2 separate regions of the Arachis hypogaea genome follow, and region 2 is linked to region 1. Evidence: chromatin contacts called from public Hi-C data. All regions are on one chromosome and are shown on one strand. The core of a region is the stretch at or near the end of the contact, and the rest is flanking DNA. Distances in the headings are between cores, read along the strand shown.

What was found. Hi-C and Micro-C count contacts between places; a contact is called where the count stands out from the background.
Region 2: a Hi-C map of an unstated tissue shows a contact between it and region 1, with 3 times the contacts expected there. The contact joins the promoter of LOC112803363 here to the promoter of LOC112801049 in region 1. A contact is called at or near these places in 2 of 8 Hi-C or Micro-C datasets (leaf and an unstated tissue).

What each region holds. Positions count from the first base shown.
Region 1 is chr5:28,738,863-28,742,069 of arahy.Tifrunner.gnm2.J5K5, forward strand. LOC112801049 (UDP-glycosyltransferase 74B1) reads left to right here and starts at 1,428. Exons shown (of 2, transcript XM_025843575.3): 1 at 1,428-2,200; 2 at 2,742-3,207. The coding sequence starts at 1,556.
Region 2 is chr5:28,937,197-28,940,403 of arahy.Tifrunner.gnm2.J5K5, forward strand. LOC112803363 (probable NAD(P)H dehydrogenase (quinone) FQR1-like 1) reads left to right here and starts at 1,631. Exons shown (of 3, transcript XM_025846862.1): 1 at 1,631-1,656. The coding sequence starts at 1,655. It overlaps LOC140184865, which reads right to left and starts at 653. Exons shown (of 1, transcript XM_072238056.1): 1 at 27-653. The coding sequence starts at 653. The coding sequence ends at 27.

The sequences.
Region 1 (3,207 bases), core at 178-2,677:
ATCTCACCATTTATTATTCTCTCTCTTATGAATTTCTGGTCCCACTTATAAAATTAAAGATGAGAGATTACACTTTATTTTCTCTAATAAAAAAAATGAAGGGGATCTATTTTCGAGTAAAACTAAATCAAGCTCAACTTTAACTAATGAAAATTGAATTTAACTTATGATTTCACATATTAATAATCAAACATATTTATAAAATTTAAACTCGACTCCGATGCTCACTAACTAAATAATTTATGTCTATGAAAATTATATATAAAAGAATGACTATAAAATTTTATATCATAGCATGAATAGATATATTGTTTTCTTTTATAATAAATAATTTAATTAGCCATTTCTAATTCATCATCCATCTAACATATAATAAAATAAATAAAGATATTATACTTTAGATATGACAAAAAAGAAAAAATGTGTAGAGTTTTTTTTTTTTTTGGCAATTAAAATGTGTAGAGTTAGTCTAGCGACGGAGGTTGGGAAAGAATTGGGGTACACAGTACTTTGGCAACAGCAACTGTTATGACATTGATGGACTACAAAATTCTGATCTTCGGTGCTTCAAAATATTTTGGAGGGACTACTGCCCCCTCTTACCACATTCCATCACTGTTAGGTCGGTCCTACACTTGTGGCTGTAGGGAGTAGGGACATTTTGTCCTTGTTGACTTTTAAGTAATTTTTTTTAGCAAAGGTGAGTGAGATAAGAAAATATATCATTTATCTATTTGTTCTTTTTATTTAAGTTAGTTTTAGTCTTACATATGTATAATTATTTCAAATGAAAAAACTTTTACCGTAAATATTATAAAATATCAATTCTAAAATTAAATGGATAAAATTTGTTGAATAATTGTTAATAAGAAGAGTGTGTGAGAGAGATGTTTGATTATATTAATTGTAAACAATTACAACATTATTGCCAAAATATTGAAATAATGGAGAAAACACTTTTAAATTAATATATTATTGATGCATCAATTAAATTATTAGAAACTAATATACTTTAAATTTTAGATATATAAATATATTCATTTCAAAATTATTAACTTTTGATAAATATTTTAGACTTGAAAAAAAGAAACAAACATTTTTGTTTCTAAAAGTTTTTGGACAAGAAAAGAAAGCAAGATCTCCTGCGTTACAGAAAATTAATAGTAAAAGATCACAAGTCATTAATTTTGTGATATGCCAATTACTTATTTAATAAAAAAATTAAAAATAATATTATGTATATATTAAAATTAATTATTAATATAAAATATATATTAAAATATAAATATATATTAAAAATAAATTAAACTATATATATTTATATAAAAAATATTAATAATTAATTTTAGTGACCAATTTTAATAACATTTTTAAAAAATAAATAAGAAGGGTAAAGAAATAAAAAAACAAAAGAAAACCTCGTTTCAAACACGGTATAGTCGGCTATAAATAAAGGGTCTTATAACAACATCATCACCATCATCACCAAACAACAGAAAACAAAGCAAAACATCTTTCTAGAATTCTAGCTACTTCCGAGAGAAAGGAAGAAAAGATGGTTCTCCAAAAGCACAACAACGTCCATGTCCTACTCCTACCATACCCAGCACAAGGCCACATCAACCCACTGGTCCAGTTCGCAAAAAGATTAGCCTCAAAGGGCGTTAAAGCCACCATAGCCACCACTCACTACACGGTCAACACCATCAACGCCCCAAACGTCGGCGTAGAAGCAATATCCGACGGCTTCGACAACGGCGGCTTCGCGCAAGCCAAGAACGTGCAGCTCTTCCTAACCTCCTTCAGGACCGTTGGCGCCAAAACTCTCTCGCAACTAATCGAACGGTTTCAACAAACTACCACGCCAGTCACGTGCATTGTATATGACTCATTTTTCCCGTGGGCGCTTGATGTTGCCAAACGACACGGCGTTTATGGTGCCGCTTTCTTTACCAATTCTGCTGCCGTTTGTAACATATTCTGTCGTATACACCATGGCCTTCTTGAGCTTCCTGTGGAGAAGGAGGATTTGCCGTTGTTTGTTCCCGGGATTCCGCCGTTGGATTTGCCGGATTTGCCTAGCTTCATTAGGTTTCCGGAGAGTTACCCTGATTACTTGGCCATGAAATTGAGCCAGTTCTCTAACTTGAACAAGGCTGATTTTATGTTTGTCAACACTTTTGAAGCTTTAGAAAGTGAGGTATGTAGAAACTTATTAAAATTGTCATTCAGCAAATTGCCTTTAATACGAAGATGATATTAAATTTTTTTTAGATAATTTAATATGTTTAATTAAATTATTATTTAATAATTTTTAAATATTAATTAACATATAAATAAAATTTTTATTTATTTTTAATTTATATTATACATAAGAAAAATATTACATGTGTATATTAAAATTAATTATTATATATTTATTTATAAAAATAAAAAATATTAGAACATTAAAAATAATAAATTTTAATATTTTTTAAAAATATATATTAATTAATTTATTTTTAATGTATATTATATACATGTATGCGTGCGGGGGGCATTTATTGCCACGTTTTGGAAAATAGAAAATAAATATAAATAATTTTATTTCCAATAAATGTTTTACGAATTTCATCAAAATATTATTTCTTATCCGATCTCTATGCTATTCAAAAGTCAAATAGAGTTTCGTGCCATGGATATCATGTTCTGCATTTCCTAAATGATGATGAGTTTCTGACATGGCTGTTGATAATTTCTAGGCGGTGAATGGCATAAGAGAGTTATGTCCAGCAAAGTTGATAGGGCCAATGGTCCCTTCTGCATACTTAGATGGAAGAATCAAAGGTGACAGAGGCTATGGAGCAAGCTTATGGAAGCCATTAAGTGAAGAATGCTCTGATTGGCTTGAAACAAAGGCATCAAAATCAGTAGTATACATCTCATTTGGAAGCATGGTGTCACTCTCAAATGAACAAATTGAGGAAGTGGCATTGGGGTTGGAGCAAAGTGGCATGAATTTCATTTGGGTCCTAAGACAATCTGAACACGCAAAATTACCAAAAGGGTACGAAGAAATGGTCAAAGAGAAGGGCATAATTGTCACATGGTGTAACCAACTTGAACTGCTGGAACACCAAGCCATAGGGTGCTTTGTGACACATTGTGGTTGGAACTCAACTCTGGAGACGTTGAGCCTCGGCGTGCCGGTGGTGTGCTTGCCGCAAT
Region 2 (3,207 bases), core at 381-2,880, 200 kb after region 1:
AAATAATAATTTAAATAATAAATAATTTAAAATTCCATTCTTCTGAGTTTCATATTTTGAAAAAATTGAATAATCTTTTCATTGTCAATACAATCAAATGTCTCTCTTTCTATGTATGTCACTAAACAATCATTTAAAAATTCATCTCCCATACGATTGCGAAGCCGACTCTTTATGATGTTCATAGCAGAAAAGGTTCTTTCAACTGATGCAGTTGCTACAGGCAAAACTAAAGCTAACTTCAAAAGAAGAAACACTAATGGATAAACAATATTTTTTCGAGTCTCAACCAATTTTTGAGAAAGAGTACCAATCCCATTTAAGTTTGAGAATTGATCATCAAAACGCACATCTAGTATGAAGTTCTCAAGTTGACTATCAAGTGCCAAAAGTTGAGTAGAAAAAAATTCTAATGGATAGAATTGAGCTAACTGGATTAACCTCTCCTTATCAAACGCAATAAATGAGTGTCTTGGATTCAGACAAGCTATACAAAGAAGTAATTCAGTATTCACCTCTGTAAAACGGTTGTTGAGTTCTTGAAGTTGTCTATCAACTACTTGATAGAATATCTCAACTTGAAAATGATGCAAATTTGAGATCTTTTGAGCTTTGCATCTTGATCTTCCTTGTGACACAAATATATCATCCATTTTTGGAACAGTAATATTATATTTTTCACAAAACAATGAGACTTCGTCAATTAAAAGAGACCAACCATCATCTCTTATAGTTTACAACCGTTGCTTAGACACTTTAACCAATGTCATAGCATTTACAATGTCTTGATCATTCCTTTGTAACGCTTGAGATAATTCATTAGTAACTTCCAAGATATTTTTCATCAAGTGCAAGTTGAAAATGAATTCAAAGGATTGAATGACATTCAATAAATGACATGCTTCAGCTCTTTGTTCTGAATTATTTCCATCTTCCTCAACATATTCAAGAACATTGACCACGGAAGGAAACAAAGAAATCTAGTATCTCTAGCTCTTTTCAAAGTTATTTCTTGATTCAAACCACGTCCACTAGCAATTTCTCCACTTTGTAATGCTTCAATTGTCTTAGTCATTTGACTATCACGAAGCATATCTCTTCGTTTATATGAAGCTCCAACAACATTGCACAAATTGGTTAACAAATTGAAAAGCAAAGCAATTTCAACTTGTTTTTTTGCAACCGTTACAAGAGCTAACTGAAGTTGGTGAGCAAAGCAATGTACATAGAAAGCATAAGAATTTTCTTTCAATATCAAAGTTTTTAAACCATTAAATTCTCCTTGCATATTACTTGCACCATCATATCCTTGGCCACGTACTCTTGATAAACTTAAATTATATGTTTCTAATAATGACTCCAATACTAATTTTAGAGATAAAGCATTAGTATTAGAAACATGAACAAGACCAAGAAAATGCTCCCTAACTTGCCCTTCTTTATTCACATACCTTAAACAAACTGACATTTGCTCCTTAATAGAAATGTCGCGGGCTTCATCAACCAAAACAGCAAACAATTCATCCCCAAGATCATTAACAATAACTTTTGTCGTTTCACTTGCAGCAGCTCTTACAATGTCTTTTTGAATTAAGGGAGCTCTTAGTTTAAGATTCCCACGAGCATTTTTGAAAGCACGACCAATCTCTTCATTATGTTGCGCAAGAAAGTTTAGAAGTTCCAAAAAATTTCCTTGATTAACAGAATCATCTGTCTCATCATTACCATGAAAGGCCAATCTTTGTCGCAAAAGAAATCTAATACAATCAATTGGGCTGTCAAATGAATTTGATAATTCTTTTTAGCTTGCTCAGATTGTTTTTCAATAGCAGCACTAATGTGTTGTTTTGGTTTCATAAGTGCTTCACATTTTCTCCAAGCTTGATTATGAGCACTATCATGAATCCCAACATGAGTTTGTAATTTCTCCTTTTTTTCCAATTTGAAAAGCCAATGGTTACAAAAGCATCGCCACCTTCAATCTCAGGTTTCATAAGATAACAACAAAGACAAAAAACAGCATCTTTTGATATACTATACTCTAACCAATTGCCATAATCATCAAACCAATTAGAATTAAATCTTCGAAAAGAAGAACCACAAGCAGTTTGCGAAAAATCATGATTCCTTGGTTGACAAGGACCTTTTTGCAAATATGCACATCTAACTTTGTCTCTGTCATTCGGATGATAACTTGAAATCTTTGGTCGTTGTCCTGGATCTGCTATGAGACTCTCTGCTTCGAATTCTAAAAATCTCCTCTTGTTAGAAGAAGTCGATGAATTGTTTTGGGATCCAATCTCCAATGATGAAGTTCTTTTGAAATATTTCTCCATTACTAATAGAATAAAATTATAAACCTAAATTAATTCACAATTCTATATAAATTGAGAAGTTTAGTATAAAATTATAAATATATTGAGAGTTTATACTGATAATATATTCTTACATGATGAATTGCTTAATATATTCATATAAAAGATCCATTAAAATAAGAATATAAGATTATATAGCTTTAATTTATTAGAAACATTTGAAGCTAGCCCTTTTCCTCAGCATATTATAAATACATCATCAATTCATCATAATTGAATACCACAAAAGTACAATGAAGAAAGATATTCAAATGGGATATTACATATATCACAAGTTAAAGGAAATTAAAATGCAAGTCCATAATTTGCATTAATTATCCTAATAGAGATTTGAAAGTACAAATTCTGGTTTCTTTGCCAGTAGCCAATTGTAGATGGCAGAGCTTTGATGTATAGAGTTCATGCTTTGGAAGCTAGGAATGAATGATCAGAAAGTACTTTAAAATGCTTGCTATAGAAACTGAAAGCTATGTACTGTAAGCTACTAAATCATCATCCCTTCTAACATTCATATCATAATCCCCTGATTCCCCTCTCATTCTTATTCATATCATAAATCCCTAGATCTGTGTTTTTTTATTTTCAAAATAATTCTTCTACTATAGGAAAATGTCAAGCCAATTACATCAGAACACAATTACATCAGAACAATTCTTCCATCAGAACACAATTACATCATAACTCCATTAAAATTCCATCAGAACACAATTGTTAATTAACAAAGTAACCAACAATTATATTAGAACTCTATCAGTCTATCAGAACACAATTACATGATTTACATCAGAATAAACTCAATCACATCAAAACAAATTAATCAACTATATCAAAT